Regions from separate parts of the Mus musculus genome. Here regions 2 and 3 are each linked to region 1. A link is a contact called in public HiChIP or PLAC-seq data. All regions are on one chromosome and are shown on one strand. The core of a region is the stretch at or near the end of the contact, and the rest is flanking DNA. Distances in the headings are between cores, read along the strand shown. Region 1 overlaps Gm14064 (a long non-coding RNA gene). Region 2 overlaps Slx4ip (SLX4 interacting protein). Region 3 overlaps Jag1 (jagged 1).

Region 1 (4,517 bases), core at 1,237-3,736:
TTTTACTTTTCAACAGACTCTTCCATGTTTACAATGCACTGTACTAAATGTCTAAGGCATGTGACCAAAAGTCATTATAAGTATTTTAGATGACAAAACCTTGTTATGCATCCTTTGAAGCTGAACAAAAAGATGACTGAGACATGATAAGGAACTTACCTACACTTAGGCAGTAGAACTGAAACCAGAACGTCAGAATGTTTTCCCATTTGTTCCTATTTTATAAATTTTTAATGGTTCTGGTACACAAACTACATAAACAAGCATCCACACCTGTTGTTAACTTCTGTTATTGTTCACCTCATGCCATGGAACTTTGTAGGCTTGTATTACTGACTATAAAACAGTACTCCTTAGATCCAATAATATATACTATAGAACAATTGTTTCTAAGACAAAAAAATGTAATATGTCAATGAAAAGAAGTACATAGCCATGAAAATTATTATTGACATATTTGGAAGACTGATGGGCTTCACACAATAAGTAATGGATTACTGAAGATCAGATGGTAAATTGGAAACGGTTAGGAGTAAAATACATTTTTTAACTTCCATGTTTTCTATAATGGTTATGTACTACAGTGATGATTCAAGGAAAAAAAACAATATCACAGTGAAGATTCATAAGTAAAGTTACTAAGGACTAGAAGAGTGTGTCTCGTTTCACAGGGTCAAAATCAGAAGGTTGGATGGATTCTTAGTCTTTAGCTAGTAGCTAGTTAGTCTTTAGCTAGTAGCTAGTTAGTCTTAGCTAGTAGCTAGTTAGTCTTTAGCTAGTAGCTAGTTAGTCTTTAGCTAGTAGCTAGTTAGTCTTTAGCTAGTAGCTAGTTAGTCTTTAGCTAGTAGCTAGTTTCCAAGCAGCTCAATAGATTTTATTACTAGTACTTTCTCTGCCTCACTGAGCGGAGTAAGGGAATTCAAGAAGCCAGAATTCGAGGCTGTGCTTACATGGCCAGCTAACCTGGAAAGCTACTAAAAGCGAAGAGTTACTGGCGTAAGAGTTACTGTTAGAATTAGAGAATTAGGGGCACTATATCCTAGAACCAGCAACCTGAGTGGGAAGATGCAGAGGTCTAGGAATTACCATCCATCTTTGTAAATAGTCTTGCCTATTAAAACTAAACTGGCAAGGATCCTTGCCCACAGAAAGGGAAATAAGCATGATGAACCAGCCCAAAAGGAAATTTACCAAAAAAAAAAAAAAAAAAAGCTGGCTCCTGCCTCTTCCAGCCCTCAGCTAGGGACAAGGTTCCTTCACAGAGTCCCCTTGTGACTTGGGACACATTTCTTAGCTTTCCTGACCTCTTTGTTTTGAAGATGAAGCAGTCTTCCGTCTCTATCCTTCTCCAGGACCTTACCAAACATATACTGAAAGTCTTTTGTTTTATCACCAAAAGCTTTGCCCACTTATCACATTAAGGAATGCCTTCTAGGGTGGGAAAGCATTCATTCTTCCCCAGAGAGACTGTCCATGCTGCATAGCTCATTGCAACTATGCTAAATATTCTCTCAGTTGGTTGAAAAAATATAAGCAGTATCAGATGAACCTACAGAAGGCCAGGCATGTGTTTTCACAATACTAGACTTCTAATGAAATTCAAATCGCCAGATTCTTTAACTTTCCTAAACACTATCTCTGCCCAGAGGGTGTACTCTGTGAAGACTCTGTTGGTGACAGCAGCTGGCTGTTTCGGACAGAAGGTGGCTGGATTCTGCAATGCAAAAGCGAGGATCTGAGAATCCAGTGGGTGGATGACCAAATGCTCCTGGGACAATGGCTTATGGCTTTTCTCAGTGGCTCACACCGTGAAAGGAAACCTCTAGCATTTCATAGGATAAGAGGGCATCATAATTAGAGTCACTAAAATAGCTGCGAGGCTGAGCTGCCGATTTGGAAGATGGTGCCCATTCAGAGTGAAAGGGAAGTAAAAGACACTAGGAGGTGGGGGGGAAGGGGACAGAGGCAGTTTCCTTGAAAGACCTGAAAGTGAGCAGCAGGAAAGATGAAAGGATAGGGGTTACACACAATAGCATATTCTTCTCCACAGCACCTAATTCTCCAGCTCAGTATTCATCACTGTCGGGCTCTGTGGAGCATTCAATGGGGGCTTTATGTTGAGCCTCATTATCCACTCAAAGATAGGGGGCACACCATGCAAATGAAGCCAAGCCTACAGATAGGCTGTTAAAATACTGCAATTTGTCAGCATTTAGATAAACAAATGAAGGTCATTCTGTGTGTGGGAGGTGGACCCCCGGGAGCTTTCTGGGTATTTTGACACTTATTGTGAGAAATATCTTAAATGTCCCCAAAGTGGCTCCCTCCTTATCATTTAAAGAGAGGATAAAGAGTTGCTAATTTGCTTATAAGTAAGATAACTGGGAGACTGGAAGAATCTCTGCTTTCATCCTTTCGTCTTTATTCCGCTGATTAATGTCCTCATTAGGCTCAAGCTGCCAGGCTGGCTGTTGCTCACACCGCCTCTAGAGGAGACACCTTTTAAGCCTTTTAATCCATTTGTAGAGGAAAGCTCATGCCCACGCACAAGAATGTGTGTGTGTGTGTGCGCGTGTGTGTGTGCGCTGCAACAGCAGCAGCAGCAGCAGCACTAGCAGCTAGTGATCATTTTAGTGAGTTTTATGTCTAGCCATAAGAGTGTGAAAACATTATTCTCAGTCCACGAAGAAACAAGATTTTAAAGCTCCTGTTTTTGAATTATTGCTTTCATTTTTGCAATAACTTTTGGGGTGTTAATTAAAGAGAAACTAAAATTACCCACGTTAATTGTTCTGCACTTGCAGGCTTCATCCCTTCTGTCTGAGGAGGGGGTGACAGGAGCACATGTTAAAGAAAATCTGCGAAGAGGCCAACAAAGCCGCCTTTGGTGATCTAGTCTATTCTCTGGTTTCTTAAAAGACGTTTAATGATGCTCTGGTGACAGTACCTTAGAAATCAGATCGAATCAATTGTAGCACAATTTCAAAAGCGAGATTATGGGACAATGGGTTCCCATCCCTCCCAGAGCAAGCATGGCCACAAGGCCGCCTGTCTAAGCTTATCCACAGCTGTTGCCCAACCTAAAGCTGTGGGGCACATCTCTACCCTGCCCCAACCAGGAGCCAACCCCTGGTGGCTTGAGCTCCCATCAATCTCCATTTATTCCACAAAGCAAGTATCACTAAAGTCTCATTTGTGATTCTTTGCCACTCGGGCCTCCACACAAACTTTTCTTTGTAAGAGAATGATGTGGAGTTAATTAAGTGTGGTAACTTATATGTAAGGCGCCATTGAGAGCAGAGATGTGGTGCAGATGCGGTGTGAAATGATGGCGAATTACTCTTGTGAAGAACACAAATCGGGGTGAGTGACCATTATTTAGGACCAAAAGAAGTTACTGGGCACTCAATTATCACCCCTTTTGTTAGCACAACGCACCAGATGGTTACAACACTGAAGAGTTTTCTATTATCCTAACATTTTCTTAGACTGTCTTTTCTTCTTCTCCAATTTGCCATAAGATGATTACCTTCTTATGGGGAGTTGATTGTTGGGAAAGATGCTGGGGGTCGTGCACAGATTCCGTGGGGAGCGGCAGGAAAGGGTATGCCTTGAGCAGGAGAGCTGTTGATAGGCTGTCTCTATAACTCTAGCCACACTCCTTCTGCCTGGATCTGCCAGTCCCTCTCTGCCCCCAAATCCAGAGGACACAGTATTCGAATGTGACCGGCTGCTCTGCCTTCTGTCAAGGCATTTCCAGCCAAGTGAGCAGTTTTTTTTTCCTTTCTTTCTTTCTTTTTCTTTTTTCTTTTCTTCCTTTAAGGAGCAGAGAGGTCTCAGTAAAATTAATTCCCACTCATTGGCAGCACTGAGGCGTCAGGTGAGGACAAAAGCAGACGAGCTTTTGAATACAGAGCTAGTCATTAACTCAGAGCACCCAACTCTATCATCCACTCACCCCTTCCTGGCTCCAGAGAGTGAAGGAAAAAATAACAATCCACAGTAAATAAATAAATAGAACTCCCCACCGTGGAAACCCATGAGGCAGCAAATCCGGACTTGGGACTCCCAGAATTGGAGGCGACTGACATGATCTTACGTTCTTCCCACCCTCAAAATCTTTCTTTTCAAAGGAAGAGACACTGGGGATATGGCAAAAGCCATGTTACTGCCTTGTTTATTGGTGAATCACTGTTTTTTTTGGGGGGGGCACATGAAAAAGATTTACTAGAGAAGATCAAGCAGTTCTAAAAATTCCAAATTAGTGGACTCTATAACTCATAGGAAGATGAGACAGCTGCTTCTGACCATGGTTCTGCCCTGGGTCCCATCTTTCTTCCCACCTCTTTAAAGATGGCCTGTCCCTTAGTGAGATTATAATATGCAGCAATTTTCAGACTTCATGCTCAGCCAGCCAGAGACCCTTTACCCTCTCCACCCTGTTGTTATGGTTGCCTCTGTTTGCTAAACACAGTGATGGGCTGCAAGCACTGATGCCTCTGTGACTTCCCTGTTCG
Region 2 (4,517 bases), core at 575-3,074, 790 kb after region 1:
CACAAGATGAACTCAGGAATCCTGGGTAAAATCTAATGTTAGTTTCACATTCTAGTATTCTTTCCTCAAAAACCTAATGATCTAAATTTCAAGAAGTGACTGGGAGGTGGCTCAGTGGATAATGTGATTGCCATCCAATAATGAGGACCTGAGTTCAGATTCCTAGGACCCATGTAAGGTGAGGTACAGTAGTGTGGGTCTATAACCACAGCTCTTTCAAAGCAAGACAGGAGACACAGAGAGAGAGAGAGAGACAGAGAGACAGAGAGAGACAGAGAGAGACAGAGAGACAGAGAGAGACAGAGAGACAGAGAGACAGAGAGAGACACAAAAGAACTGCTGAAATTCAGTCTAGCTAGTCTGGCACATGCAGGGGGGAACTAGAAACACAGTCACAAAGTGGAAGATAAGGACCAAACCCCAAGGCTGTCCCCTCTGATCTCCAACTAGTGCACATGCATGTGCATACACACACAGAAATAAATTAATTTCAAGACATGCTATAAAATAACCTACAGAAGCAGGCACAAATGACAAAAAATTTATAGAAATGACATCATGAACAAGATGCCAATACTAGTACATAACAGAACAACAATATGAACTAACCAGTAACCCCCCCCCCCGCCCCAGCTGGTGTCTCTAGCTGCATATGTATCAGAAGATTGCCTAGTTGGCCATCATTGGAAAGAGAGGCCCATGGGTCTTGCAAACTTTATATGCCCCAGTACAGGGAAACGTCAGGGCCAAGAAGTGGGAGTGGGGGAGGAGGGTATGGGGGACTTTTGGGATAGCATTGGAAATGTAAATGAAGAAAATACATAATTAAAAAATTAAAAAATAAAAAAATAAAACAGATAATAGATTTTTCAAGTAATGAAAACTGGGGTGCTTGACCTGCTATCTGCTTTACCAGAATCTTCATGATGTCATACTTTTGTGAAGCACACAGTAGAGCATTCTTTTCTAATGTCACACAAATATCGCATGTAGGTATATGCACATGTGTGAGTACAAAGGGTTGTCAAATAACTATATAAATAACAAATAGCAGCCAAATGACAAAGAAGTCTTAAGATCAAAGTACTGTCACATGCTACTCACATGTGACAGAATGACACATGCAGAAGCCTAATTTCCTGTATTACTTAATGGCTATGTTCTGTAAGGTACTCCAGGAGAAATATCTAAGAGAGTAAGTAAGCACTATGCATATTTAGACTGTATGGGTAATGAGGACATGGCTGCACACTTAAGACAGTGCCACAGAATTCTCAGGAACTGTGAACTACAGGGATACACAATACCCACCTCACCCCTAACTTCCTTAACCAAATATCCCCAAACTGGCATTGACTAGAACAATGAGAAGAAGAGAGGAGGAAGAGCACTAACCAGGACAACATGTGTCAGTCCCCCTCGGCCCCTTCTAACGTTTACTGTTAGGATAGGCCTGGGCCCACAAGGCTTTCCAAAGACAAGGGGATTCTTCCTCCTAGCACAGCAGTTCTAGATTCTTGACCCTAGAACAAAGCACCCAGCAGATAGCCTCTGCCAGTCTCAGAATAATTTCTCAAGGCCACTCTGGATAGTTCTGGTAGTTGTGATTGTTTTCACTGTAGTGTCCAGTGTGGTGTATCCTAGTAAGTATGTTGGGATGGAAGCAAGAGAAATACACGTGTGTATAACAGACTCTGGAGTACCTATATACACAACCAATGGGCAAGCAGACCAGAATTTAAGGTTCCGTGATAATCTGAGACTGAGCCATCCATTTTAACAGCAATTCAGTCGGCCTGCTTTCTTGGATCACAGTATCTAGAGAAGTTACCTTAGGAAACATAGAACAATGATGCCCTCTACAGCCTTTAGAGAGAATCCATACAGTTGGTGAAGGATCCTGAGTCTACCTTTCTAGTAAAGATTGTTTTAACACTAGAAGATAAAATAAAACACATACTTTGCATGTGCATCAGGAAAAACAAAATCATTATAAGAAAATAGTGTTACAGTTTAATGTTGAATGACATAGAAGTGAACTCTACATGTTGTCATTCTGTTATCTGTTTAAGAAGAATTAATTGGCTAACTGTTGGTGTGCTGTGGAAGTAGCTCAGAGGGTAAAATGCAAGCATGAGAATCTAACTTTGATCCAGAGAACTCACAAAGAAAAATTGAGAACATCTTTAATCTCCCCACTGTGGAGGCAGAGACCAGTGGATCCCTAGGACCTGCAGACCAGCCAGTCAAACCTGTTTGCTGAGTTCCAGGCCACTAAGACACCCTGTCTCAAAAGGTACAGGTGGATGCTAAGGAATGACACCCCAGGTTGGCCTCTGGCTACACATATGTGAACATGTGTACAATCAAGTACACACACATACAGCATGCATAAACAATTACAAATAAACAGAAGCTGCTTGTAAAAGAATTATTTTAAAAGTCACTAGGAACACCTATGGCAGAAATAGAGAAAGACAGAACTTTTAAGTAAAGGATATACCACAAATTGAAGATTACACATTACCTGTCCAGAAAAAGAAGTTATGAGGAAAAAACACAGAAGGAGTGGTACTGGTCACCTCGGTAATATCCTAGAGTATTCAGGTCCCGTGACATAAAAGAAACAGAGGAGAAGTCCTTCTCGGGGGTGTTCTAGGACAATGTGTGCAATGTGTGACAATAAGATGCACCTACTGGGCACTGAACATAAAGTAAGTATAATTAGCATAGGAATATTTGGTTTCTATATCAAAGAAAACAAGACTCATTCATCAGGCAAACCTGGAGCAGTCTGGCAAGTAGAAGAAAACATGAAACATTTTTCAGTTATAAAAAAAGGAAACAAAAACAGGTTTTATTCCAAGGAAACAGACTGTGACAGGGAGGCCTGAGAACTGACAGAGAACACTTGGTAAAAGAAGCTTTATTTCAAAACAAATACATCCTCTTGCTGCAAAGCCATCAATACCCACAGCAACTCTCCTATGGTGTAAGAAGGTACCCCAAACCTCCACAGCCATGATAGTTTGAGCTGGGTAATGTCAGAAAGCTGCTAGCAGTTTTGTTCCAGTTCCATCAAGTAAGCAGCACACACCTAGCTGCACACATTTCCCAATCTGGCAATGCAGCAACAGCAGTCTGCACACTCGGAGCACATTGCCAGCCACGGCACTACAGCCCAAAGCCTTCAAAAGAACAGAGCTCTCAAAAGAAACAGCTGAAGAGGTTGGGAAAGTGGTGAGTTTAAGACTCAGGAGAAGGAATACACTTATCCTTCTTAGGCTTTCAAAGTTAGGCAAAGACAAATATTGGAAAAGTGTTCTCAGGGATACAGGTCGCTCTCCTCTCAGCTGTATTTCTTATAAATACCAGGATTACTTGAAGTGCCTTTAATTGTTCTTTTGGAGCGCTTCACTTCAATCTTTCTTAACATCCAGAAGGTCAGTAAGTAGAACTCACCCTATATGGAAATACCTGCTGCAATCTTGTTTTCAATGCTTCATACCAGATCAATGCATCAACTTTCAAATAAGCAATGGTGACACAGTCAGTGGCGCATTCCCCTTTAGGTACACCAAAAACCTAGGACACAGGCTGTAAGTGATTCACAGAGGGAAGCTAGCAAGACAAAAGCCTGACAGCCAATCTCTATTCAGCTGTCTCTTTCTCTAGAAATGCAATGCATTGCTCTTCCCATTCGCTTTTACTATAACAAGGAAATCACATCAATATTTGAGCATATTTAACTTTTTCTGGTGTTCTACAAATGCAAAGACTGATGAAATGTTAGCTGAAATGTAGATCTCAGTATAAAACTAAAATTGCTACCAGGAGAAAGAAAAAGCATAAATAATAAAGATATAAAGAAAAATTTAAAATATAGTAAACTCATTTCCTTTTTATGCATTAATAAACATTTACACCTATTATATTTCAACTTTAGAAAACAACTCAGGCTTTTTACACCAGTACTTCCCCACAGACCCCAAAGAAAAAGTGGACAGTATGGACCAGCAAAAGGAGATGCTGTCAGCCTTCTACAGTGGTGGGAAGGGGCAAAGGGTCACTGCACATTCCCTGTAGAAGACAAAGCCAGATCCACATTCCAGGGAAATTTGGCTGGTCCAAGTTTTCCTTAAATACAGATTGGCCTGCCTGTCACTAAGCCAGGCTCTGTAATCTTCCCAGGCTGCCATTGCTAGGGAAGCCAGGAATCCCTTCTAATTAATCAACTCTCACAACAAAAATTTTCCCACCCACGAAACAGTAAGTGGTTGGGAGGGGAAGTGGGAAAGCAGTCTTCGTGGCCAAAAGAATCGTAGACTTTGCTGTAATACCGAACTAATCCAAGAAAACAGATGCAGGAAGCAGAGGAAATGATCTAGAGACAGACAATGAGCTTGGGGGCTTTCACTGTACTGCTCTTCTGGAGCCCAAGTTAAACATGTTAAATCTTAAAATGTAATTACTGGGAATGAAGCCTGGCAACATTTTACTCTTCTTAAAGCCAGGAA
Region 3 (4,517 bases), core at 645-3,144, 610 kb after region 1:
CAGACTGCTTCTGAGAAGAGCCTGATGCCAAACAGGACCAGGCCAAGCCAGTGGTGTTTGAACAGACAGTGCTATGGGCAATGACTGTCACTGAGCTCACATGTCACTGCAGCACGTTTCACTGGGCATCTTTGAGGTTGCGGCATTAAAGGAGGCGGGGGAAGTAGGTGGTAACCTTGGGAGTCCCTTACTGTCTTTTGCCCCTTATACTAGAATTAAATAATTCTAATTCCTAGCAATAGAGTTGGAGGTCACAGCACAACAGATGCTATGCCCTCACGGACATATAATATACCTTGGTGGTCTTGGAAAATCATTAGATAAACTCCTTCTTTTAGCTTTAAATTGTGTGGAATGATGCAGGAGAGGATATTTGGTCTCTGAGGAAGTAGTCCTGTCTCCTGGTATCTGGCGACAGTAGTTTGCTTAAACTGGAATTGATGACAGAAGGAATTGCTCAATATTTTAAAATTCAGTAGCAATTACTGAGGTTCTGTGTTCTTTTTTAAGTGTCCACTTGATTTCTTTCTTTCTGTGAGCAAGTATAGAACAGCTTGTAAGCTTACTTGTCTGCAAGATCAGCTTGCCTGGTTTTTTAGCTCCATGGGATTGTTGAAACCAGGCATTTAGTGGGAGGCTCACCTGAAAATACCATGCTAGGACCATGTTGGGGCAGGGAAGGCAAATGAATGAATGAATATCTTCATTTTTCCTCTTGATGAGGGGGGAACTAGGCCCTGACAGGGCTCAAGGAATAAGCATGTTGAGGAACCCCCTAATCATTTGTCCCCAAACAATGTTGTGACTTGAGGTTCTACTAACATGGCCTTGGAGTTTGAACCTGGATTTATTGGGCCCCCAATTCTATGTACTAGACCATTTACATAACTGTGGCCCGAAAGGCATAGACAGCGCTAATGTAACTTTCCGATTTTTTTTCCAGCTATCTGCCGACAGGGCTGCAGTCCCAAGCATGGGTCTTGTAAACTTCCAGGTGACTGCAGGTAAATGACCAACTAATTGAACTCTAGTAATCAATCACTTTCTCCCCTCCCCACCCCACCCCTGCCCTTTCTCTCCCTTTCTCTTTGATGCAAGACAGAAAAACTGACTTCCTTATGAATGTGCCTCGTTATTTTCTTTGGAGGATGAAAAAATTAGGGGAAAACACAAAACAAAACAAGCACATGAGAAGCATAATGAATCATACCAGCTGTTTGGTGGAATGCACCCTTCTTCATTGGTGCTGGCGGGTGGGTTTAGTCAAAACCCCAAACCAAAATCCTTAATGGGCATAGCTGGCATCTTTGTGTATTAACTGTTCTGTAAATTGGTAAGACCTATTTGTAATCTTCCTTAAGTGCTAATGTACTGGACTGGGACGAAGCTTTGTTTCCCCTGTCTCCTCCTCCACCCTGGCTTTTCCTCTGGCACCCTCCCCCACTTTTCCCATCAATAGGCAAAAGTCCAGCATTCTTTAGAATGGGATTAGTACAATCTCCTGGCCCCTTTGCAGTGGGAGCTGCGCTGTTGCTGGAGGTTAATGGCTGTGCTGGAATCTGCTCGGTGGAGCCTGATGAATGTAGACTTTGCTGCTGGCCTTTGAAGTCTGCTCTTTATGGTCCAGGGACAATACTGAAACCAAACGGAAACCTACCCAGCCTGTTTCCCCTTCCGATGCCGGTTTTGGGGGCTTTTTGAAATGTACATTATGCCAATTTGGAAAAAGACTTGTTTCAGGAAATACCTTTGGGGTCTGTGGCATTTTTGACTGGTCTCAGGCTTTATTCTCCCTGAAGCCTTTCAGAATTAGCAAATTTGATGAGACACTAAGTGGACCCTCTTCAAGTCCTGTCACCTTTGCTCTGAAAGGCTGCACTGACTTGAGCCAAAGACAGTTTTGAAACAGTCTAAAGGCACAAACCCATAGAAGGAGGTGCCTGGTGCCCTTACTAAAACAAAACAAAACAAAAAAACAGTTTTTGGTCACCAAACTGTAGAATTTACAGAGAATTGTTAGAAGTGCAGGTTCCCAGTTCCCACAACTGGCACAGATTTCCCAGGCCTTGGTTGGGCCTAGGAGTCTGTATTTGACAACTTTGCTCAGTGATTTATCCCTCAGCAAACACGCGGGCTACTGCTTTAACCAGCCACCCATAGGTTTAACCTTGATGACTCTTAGCCCCACCCTGAGTTCTCTTCCCCAACCATGGGAGTGCAAACTTGATGCTTAAGAGATCCAAGGCAGCGGGAGTAAACTAAGAACAGGTTGTCCTGGAATTGTTTCTTCCTGCTTTTGAAAGTTGATTTCCAGGAAGCCTGAATAGGATTTGCCCACTAAGGAACGGGCCTGGTCACAGCTGACCCGGCATCCAACAGCATCTTTGTCAGAGGTGGAGCAGAAACCTACCTTCAATGACTCTGCTAATTAAGGCTGTTCTGGAGAAAGTAAGAGCGCTAGTTATTCTCCAGCCTCTGAGCCTGCTCCCTGCTCCGATAGCATCAGCGAGATGTGTGCTACTGTCATCAGAATAAACACCCTGCTGGGCAGGGGAGGGCCCTCCTAGCCAGAACAACAGGCTTTGTTTCCAGAATTGAGCCCTTTCTCTTTCGAAGTCTCACCTCCCACTCCCTGCCCAGACATGCACCAGTGCTCTTATTTACTTAAGGTGCAACTTTCCCACACGCCATTTGCATAGTCTCCCAGCCCAGTTCCTTCTCTCTGCCTTGAAAGAAAATCAAAACAGAACCTTCCAGCTAAGGAAGTTCAGGTTGAGTCCTGCTCCCGAAATAGTTGCATTACAAGTTACCTGTAAGTTGTCTTTTGGGTTATGTATTACATGAGCTTTGTTGTTGTTGTTGTTGTTGTTGTTGACTCACCCACAGGAGAAAACTTCACTGATTTTGTTGGTCTCAGGTGGACTTGGGTTGTCCCTTACTGGGTGTACAGACTGGTTTCGTGCCAGCCTGACAATAATATCAAACTTAATTATGAATCATCATCTCCAGAACGTCAGCTTCTCATGGGGCTGCTAATCATCTATCATTACCCCGGGATAACGTGGTAGATGCCTCTGTTAGGGTCAGGATTTTTATTTGTTCTTGTTTGAAGTCATCCATGGCCTCCTATGGTTGCTTTTTTAGGCTTGGGCATTGAGCCTTCATTAATTAGGAGGTTGGTTGGGTCCTCAGCCGTCCGGCTTGGTTTTATTAGGCAAACTGAAGACGTGTAGTGACGCTTCACTTGGGACAACGCGGGAGGACAGAGGATTGTGGTCCCATCAGTTACCTCATGTCTTCTAAGCTAAGAATATTGATCTGACAGAATGGCTTCCCACCCTCCTACCTCCCACTGACTTGGGTGTCTGCCTCTGAAGAGAATGGTTCCCATCTAGTGGCATACTCTGTCCTTAGATCAGTCTTTTCAATAGTCATTTGTCATTTAAACTGATGGTCTAGTTTAGAGATGCCAGACTCCTGTGTCTGATTAACTTTTAAGCCCCACATTCTAGTGGTTGTCTGTCGGTGTTTGGGTGTAGATAGAGGTTAGGAAGTAGTCAGGATTCTCAAGGGTTCAGTGGCTTCTCAGCCTGGGTGATTAGCTAATAGCTAGATTTCTATAATTTTCCCATGACCAGGATTTGCTCCTTTGCCTCCAGCTCTCTGGAACTGAAAGCAAAGTTCCTCCCCTCCCCCTCCGCCCCCGCCCCCCGCTCCCCGCCCCCCAAGAGTCACAGCAGAGAAGTTCACAGGGCTTTGGATCTGATCCTGCATTTCCCTAGGCCCTGCTCTGGGCTGATTCTGCAGGCCCAACATCTGCTCCATCTTCACTCTGTTATCAGCATGCCGGTGGGTGGCTGGGCCCTGCCTTTCCAAGAGGGCCCTTTGTTAAAGCTTGATTTTGAGAGGGAGGTTCAAATTGCAGAGGGCTTGAAACTAACTTAAGGGGAAAGTGGTTTTGAGACCTTGCCCTGTCCCACCCCAGGTGAAGGTTCATGTTTGTGGTTTTGTTTGGGCATCAGACATTCCATCTGACCTCAAAAGAAGTCTTGAACTCTTAGAAAGGAGACCCAGCTCCCTCAAAGCTAGACAAATCAAGCTTGGCCCCTCTCTTCTGACCCCCCCCCTCTTTTTTTCTAAAGTGAAAAATAACTATAAATCAGCATGCCTGGCTTGGGTAATGGGTCATAAATTATATATGAATTGGTTCCCAGTGTTGCCGTTCCCCGTTCCCCTCTCTCCTTCCTACAGAGATTGGTTTAGAGATCCAGGGCTCTGTAAGGAGGCCATTCTCCTTCCCATTTGAGTCTACAAAACCAGCGAGGTGCTACCCTGGCACCCTGTGGCCCTGAATCCTGTGCACTCTGAGCAGAGTGGGGCTTCATGTGCATTGTTGCAGAGCTGCACAGCTGGTGTCACCAGAGGCTCCTTCCCTTGTATGGTCTGTCCTGATGAGGACTTGGGATTGATTTATTCCCATCCCCACCCCTTGGTTCAATTCCTGAGAGACTGAGAAG

Evidence for each region. HiChIP or PLAC-seq counts read pairs in DNA pulled down with a chosen protein or histone mark.
Region 2: a contact with region 1 is called in an H3K4me3 HiChIP or PLAC-seq map of embryonic midbrain, with 4 times the contacts expected there. The contact joins two enhancer-like sites. A contact is called at or near these places in 2 of 115 datasets of contacts at active chromatin or transcription factors (embryonic midbrain and forebrain).
Region 3: a contact with region 1 is called in an H3K4me3 HiChIP or PLAC-seq map of embryonic midbrain, with 5 times the contacts expected there. The contact joins two enhancer-like sites. A contact is called at or near these places in 9 of 115 datasets of contacts at active chromatin or transcription factors (embryonic basal ganglia, embryonic fibroblasts, embryonic forebrain and 5 more) and 1 of 9 other capture datasets (embryonic stem cells).

What each region holds. Positions count from the first base shown.
Region 1 is chr2:137,704,205-137,708,721 of GRCm38.p6, reverse strand. All of the region lies in intron 5 of Gm14064 (a long non-coding RNA gene), which reads right to left. Among named protein-coding and RNA genes, the nearest start is that of Gm14064, 43 kb to the right of the region's middle. Within about 2 kb of position 2,486, at least 55 of the 459 cell types and tissues checked have an H3K27ac peak or open chromatin away from gene starts, as enhancers often do.
Region 2 is chr2:136,911,863-136,916,379 of GRCm38.p6, reverse strand. The region is part of intron 2 of Slx4ip (SLX4 interacting protein); the gene reads right to left. Among named protein-coding and RNA genes, the nearest start is that of Slx4ip, 22 kb to the right of the region's middle. Within about 2 kb of position 1,824, at least 42 of the 459 cell types and tissues checked have an H3K27ac peak or open chromatin away from gene starts, as enhancers often do.
Region 3 is chr2:137,096,543-137,101,059 of GRCm38.p6, reverse strand. Jag1 (jagged 1) reads left to right here. Exons shown (of 26, transcript NM_013822.5): 5 at 944-1,004. Among named protein-coding and RNA genes, the nearest start is that of Jag1, 18 kb to the left of the region's middle. Within about 2 kb of position 1,894, at least 62 of the 459 cell types and tissues checked have an H3K27ac peak or open chromatin away from gene starts, as enhancers often do.